Linked DNA regions of Mus musculus: region 2 is linked to region 1. Evidence: chromatin contacts called from public HiChIP or PLAC-seq data. All regions are on one chromosome and are shown on one strand. Each heading gives the region's core, a stretch centred on a gene start, on an enhancer-like site or on the middle of the called end of the contact. The rest is flanking DNA. Distances are from core to core; before and after follow the strand shown. Region 1 holds the start of Scfd2 (Sec1 family domain containing 2). Region 2 has its middle 47 kb from the start of Gm52779.

Region 1 (3,036 bases), core at 364-2,863:
ACACTGTGTGTGTGGAGATCAGAGAACAATTGGAGGAAGTCAGTGCTCTCCTTTCACCATGTAGGTACTAGGGAGCAAACGAAGGTCATTCCATGTGGAGCATGGTATGCAGCACCCCCTCTATGACCGCTACCGCCTTATGCTCCTGCCTCCTGGTTCCTGCCATGTTTGAGTTCCTGTCCTGATTTCCTTCAATGATCGACTATGGTGTGGAAGTGTAAGGAAATAAACCCTATCCTCCACAAGTCGGTTTTGGCCATGGTGTTTCATTACAGCAATAGACACCCTAATTAAGACAACTGGTATCTGGAAATGTCTAAGAGTCTCAGGTGATGGCAATTCCCTCCATGTCAAGGTCATCTCATTTTTTCCAGTCTCTTGGACTAGGCCCGGTTGTTTTATCAAAAGCAACGCACACTAAAGCCATATTTGCCCGCTTACAGCATTTAACAAATAAAATTGTGCTTTATCTATGTCCACTCTCCACTAGACAAAACTTAACTCCAGATGCTGTCAAATTAGGGGCTGGTTCTTTTAGTTCATCTTTATATTGCCAACCTCAATATGAGGCCAATAAACACATATGCTGAATCAATGAACAGATCCTCTAGCTAGGAGAGTGAAGATGAACAACTCCCAGAAATGCCACCTACCTGTGAGATCCAGAGTTCTATCCACAAAGACCACAGAAGCCCTGCCTGTAGCAGTCTTTTTCCTGTTCTTGGCGGGGGCATAATTTGCCAGATCTGTAGCGATGACCCGACTGAGGGGACCCACGGCGAAACACTCCTCTCGTACCCCTAGATGTTCACACAGAGAACTGAGGCCTGACACGAGGCATCTGATGTACAGCAGCAGCTCTGGGGTTAGGGCAGTGGCATCCACCTCACCCAAGCTGCTCAGCCTCCTCTTGTCGGGTCTGGCACTGTTAAGAGCGTGGACATCCTGAGGTAGCAGTGGGAAGAGGGTAGCAAAGGCTGGAGTAAAAGCGAGATGGGAGGCAACAGGGGCGAGAAACAACGGGACGTGGAGCACCTCGGCCGTATAGTTCTCGTTGCCCATCCACTCACAGAGCTTCTCCTCCAGCTGTTCGAACACCGGCTGCTGCCCCTCGAGCTCGGCCGCTGCAGCGGCCGGTACGTGGTTAGCAGTGAGGTGGACTGCGTGGCTCACGGCTGTGACCACCACACAGTGCTGAAAGTGACTGCGGCAAATGATACTCTGTAGAGTGTCTACGATCCGGCCTTTCAGCGGGCTGCTCAAAACGAAAACCGCCCGGGGCTGCTTGGCTCCCCCGCCAATGGCCTGGGGTTCAAATTCCCGCAGGTGACACGCAGGACCCTTCACCGCCTCCAGAAGCCGGCTGGATCCGCAGCTCCAGTGCAGGCTCTCGGCGCAGGCAGCGTCCAGGTAGACCACGGACCACTTCACTTTGGCCAGCACCTGCTCCCAGCCTTGCTGGGCAAAGGCCAGTATGCCCGCGGCGCTCATGATCCCGTATCGCCAGCTGGCCAGGGGTCTCACCGGCGTACGGGCGGGAACTCAGGTCAGAACGCAGGGCTTCCGGGTACTGAGTACTTTGACAGTCAACACAGTACACGTGGGCCTGTCTCTGACGCTCGGCGTTCGCGCGCGCGGTGATGACGTCTTAGGCGCTCATTGGCTGATCAGGCGCGCGGGCTGGCGGAAGGAACGTCTGCACTTGAAGGAGGAACGGAATGTGCTTACAGGGTCGATAGTCCCTGAAAAGCTGGAGGCAGCAGCTTTCTAGGAAAGAATTGAAATGGGTTTTGTTCGTCCCTCCCTTGTCAGCTCTCATCACCTTTTCCTCCAGGTTAAGAATTCTCGGGAATAATAAAACCTGGTCTGAAGCAAAGTACTTCCCCCATCTGAACTTGGAGAAGCCAAACAACTACTGCAACGTAATAGTTGGTCTTGTGTAGGTTATCTTCTGCGTTGGTGCACTCCAGCCTCGTGAAATACCTTTTGGGACCAGCAAGATGGCTCATAAGGCTAAAAGCGCTTGCAACACAAGTCGTATGACCTGAGTTTGATCCTTCGGACTCAATGTAGAAAAACAGGACCCGGAAAAATTGTCCTCCATGTGCCAATTGTGGAAAACGCACAATCACCCATCCCCAACACACACACACACCACATACACAGAGAGAGACAGAGACAGACACACAGAGAGAGACAGAGAGATCCTGTCTCCACACAGTCAAAAGGCTTTGGGGTCCATTTCACAGCTACTAAGATGAGAATTGGGTTGAGGAATAGATATACTGATCTACACATCTCAGTTTAGAACCTGTTTTATTATTATTATTATTATTATTATTTAATTGTGGAAACATGCATGAGATAAAAAAATTTAGTAATTTACTGTTCTAATTGTGTGTGTGTGAGTGAGTGTGTGTGTGTGTGTGTGTGTGAGTATGTGTGGACAGGATCTCATTGTGCAGCCCTAGCTGTCCTGGAACACATGATGTGGATCAGGTTCGTTGCAAACTCACAGAGATCTGCTTGCCTCTGCCTTCCTAGTGCTTGGATTAAACGTGTGTGCCACCATGTCCACCATTAGTCATTTTAAAATGTACAGTTCGGAAACATTAAAAAACATTCATGCTGCTGTACAACCAATCTTTGGAACTTTTTATTTTGCAAAATCAAAATAGTTTCAAAACTATATACCCTTTAAATAACAATTGCCACCCTCAACCTCAGCTCCCTGCACCCCCCCCCCAGCATTTGTCAGCCTCTACTTTAATCCTGTTCTCTTTGCATTGGCACTGTGGGTCTTATAATTGGGTCCCTGTACTATCTGCTTTATTGTGATTAACTTACTTCACCTAACATCATTCATCTAGTTGTGACACATGGCAATTGCTTTCATTTTAAAGTTTTATTCGTGTGTTTCTGTGTGTGAGAGAGTGTGTGTGTATACAGTTGGGTTTTGACCTCCCTAAAGCATATGCCACCATACCTGGTCTCTTGGCATGATTTGAGCAGTAATCTATTCATTGTCTAATTCTT
Region 2 (3,036 bases), core at 304-2,803, 370 kb after region 1:
CGGCTTCTCCTGCAACTTGTGCTGAGCAGCCTTAGCTTGGTCCTCTGTAGTTAGCTATCCAGAGCCCACACCACTCTTACATCAACCCCTTCTCTGACTAAATCCTTCCTATGGGATACGTAGACATCTAGGCTTCCAGGAAGCCCCCTTGGCTCTTCCAGGATGCTGCATTGTCTAGCCCTTGTTTGTCTTTTCTTAGCAATTCTATGATTTCCCAGAGCTCCCTGCTGGACTATGGAGCAAACCCTTGGGAGCAGACACTCCCTTTATTGGTTAACCTCGATCTCCTGCCCCAGAACCTTCAAGGTGTCGCACACTTGTTGGGTGAATGGGCCAGTTGGCGGCCATCCTCATTCTCATTATGTGTAGCAGCAGGATCCCATTGCCAGAGCCCCAAACCCCAATTCTTGTGCCTCCGACTCTCTAATGGATGCGCTATCACAACTGCAGTATCATTTTCTTTGCTGCTAAGACAGTATAGCCAACAAGATGCTACTGAGGGACAGAGAGTGAATTATAGACCATCGGTTGAGGGGATAAAGCCTTCATGGTGGGAGGCCCTGGCAGCAGGAGTGAGGGGCAGCTGGTCACATTGTGTTGTAGTCAGGAAGCAGAGAGCATAGGAGCTGGTGGGGCCAGACTACAGAATCCCAGTTCTGTTCCCAGTGGTCCACTTCCTTCAGCAAAGCTTCACCTCTGCACAAACTCAGATGGCACCAGCAGTTGGAGACCAAGCATTGAGCATTTCCCACCATAGCAATCTTACCACAGGGTCTGTCAAATTATCTCTCTCACTCTATGAGTATGTTCTGAGGAGGGGATCCCTCCGAGTGACAGTGAATCCAGAATGGCCTCACACAGCCTGCCCCTGTTGACCAGAGACCTGGATGTGACTCTATCTTTTATCCCCTTCTGAGTTTATGCCTGACTCTTCAGGCTGAGAACAACAAGGACAGAGTCAGAGAGGAAAGGGGACAGTGGGAGAGATGGTTCAATACAAATATAGTGACATATATGAACAAAATACCACAATTAAATAATCAGTTGGTATTTGACATTTTAATTTAAAAATTCCTTTAAAAAAAAAACAGCTCAACCAAGGCCTCAATATATCCTTACTTGCAAACTGGCTTCCAATTTCATAAATTCTTCATGCTTGGGCCTTTGAGAACAAGGTGTCCTTGATAGTTCTTAGTCTCATAGCATAATAAAAGAGAGACAAAAGAGAACACTTGGGAAGCTGAGGCAGGAGGATTATGAGGTTGAGGCCAGCCTGGACTCCATGCGAGACACTGTCCCTAAACAAAACACATGAAAGAAATACATATCTATCCACCCTCAGGCTTAACCACATGAGTGTTTCCACTGTGCTTTTACAAACCGAACTGAAATCTGACCCCTGCTACCAGATTCATATTCTAATAAAATAGCAAGGAGGGATTTCCCTAGAGCCATAGTGAATCAGCAGCATGTGTCAGACAGGACTGAGCTGCACCACCCTTCCTGACTGGAAAGCAAAGATGCAGACCAAGATTGTTCTTGGCTGCAGAAGGAGATGACTGGGTAGTTAACCGAGAAAAGCACCCGGAGGAGACAAAGCGCTTGAGATCAGGCGGTCTGCACTCCTAGGGGTCGGATAGGAGACTATGTCACCCCCGTGAAGACATGATACTGGTATTACTCAGATATTTCCAGGATCTGGGCTTTGTGGCGAAATGTGCTGACCTCGTTATAGAACACTGCCCTGAGAGAGAGCATTCCTTGGCATAATGAAGCTTTGAGTCATATTAAGGACGGGATCTCTCCATGACCTCTGCAACTCCTCCATTATGGAATTAGGAACTTTCACAGCACAGAGGGTGATTCAGGAATGAGACCCTCTATCCAGAACTACAGAGTGCTCGGTGACCACAGGCTTACCCTTTTTGTTTCTCAAGGCTATCCCAAACCCAGGAAAATGAACTATGTTTTACAACCACACACTGTCCAGCTGTCAAAACTCACTCTCTGGGTTGAAGATGTGGTTCAGCGGTTAAGAGCACTGACTGCTCTTCCAAAGGTCCTGAGTTCAATTCCCAGCAACCACACGGTGACACACAACCATCTGTAATGGGATCTGATGCCCTCTTCTGGGGTGTCCGAAGAGAGGAACAGTGTACTCGCATACATAAAATAATCTAAACAAAACAAGACAAAACACCTCAATCCATGCTCTCTGTGCCATAGACTACAAACTTGGGGGTATTGAGGAACAAGATATAGGAATGGCTCGTAGGAAATGCTTGCCCACGTGGTATAGAATTATTAGTCTATCAGTCTTAATAATGAGTAAGTGGGAAGGCCCCATCCTGGGTCCCAAGCTGGTGGCCCAGGTTGCTTTCCTAAATCACTTTAATCCCCTAAGGGTAGATTAGATTATGGACTTTTACAGCAGTGAGGGTGACTCGGGATGGGACTGTAAAGGACCCTCTGGTCCCCTAAGGAGTGATGGCACAGAACACATAGAAGATAGTGTGAGAGGGTTCATTTCTCTCTGATTCCTGGCTGCATATGTAACGTAGTCATCAAAGGCTTCATAACTTGGCTGTCATGTCTTCCCTGCTATGATGGTCTGTAAAACCCAAAAACACCAGCCAAATAAACTCCCCCTTCCTTAACTTCCTTCCGTGGGATATTAGGTCACAACAATGGAAAGGTAGTTACCACACCGAGGAGGGGACTCCAGTTTCTGTCTGTCTTCTCAAGCTGCAGAGCCTCCAAGGAAGGCAAATTGCTCATCTGTCACTTCTACATCCTTGTAGTTAATTACGTGTGGACTAAGTCTCTCTCTCTCTCTCTCTCTCTCTCTCTCTCTCTCTCTCTCTCTCTCTCTCTCTCTCTCTCTCTCCCTCCCTCCCTCCCTCCCTCTCTTCCTCCCTTCCCTAGGATAGAAGAGCTCAATGAAACCCCATTCACAAGTAGACAAAAACTTTATTAAAGAGTCTTCAGTAGTTATTAAGGTGCAGCAACCATAGGATCTTGCTCAGCAGACAAAGG

The links. HiChIP or PLAC-seq counts read pairs in DNA pulled down with a chosen protein or histone mark.
Region 2: a contact with region 1 is called in a FOXA1 HiChIP or PLAC-seq map of pancreatic cancer cells. The contact joins the enhancer-like site here to the promoter of Scfd2 in region 1. A contact is called at or near these places in 8 of 39 promoter capture datasets (the 3T3-L1 cell line, 3T3-L1-derived adipocytes, the HPC-7 cell line and 4 more), 3 of 115 datasets of contacts at active chromatin or transcription factors (bone marrow-derived macrophages, fetal liver and pancreatic cancer cells) and 1 of 9 other capture datasets (adipose tissue).

The regions. Positions count from the first base shown.
Region 1 is chr5:74,530,129-74,533,164 of GRCm38.p6, forward strand. It overlaps Scfd2 (Sec1 family domain containing 2), which reads right to left and starts at 1,614. Exons shown (of 9, transcript NM_001114660.2): 1 at 654-1,614. The coding sequence starts at 1,491.
Region 2 is chr5:74,895,743-74,898,778 of GRCm38.p6, forward strand. No RefSeq gene overlaps it. Among named protein-coding and RNA genes, the nearest start is that of Gm52779, 47 kb to the right of the region's middle. Within about 2 kb of position 1,554, at least 71 of the 459 cell types and tissues checked have an H3K27ac peak or open chromatin away from gene starts, as enhancers often do. A contact at or near this core is called in adipose tissue and pancreatic cancer cells, where this site is marked.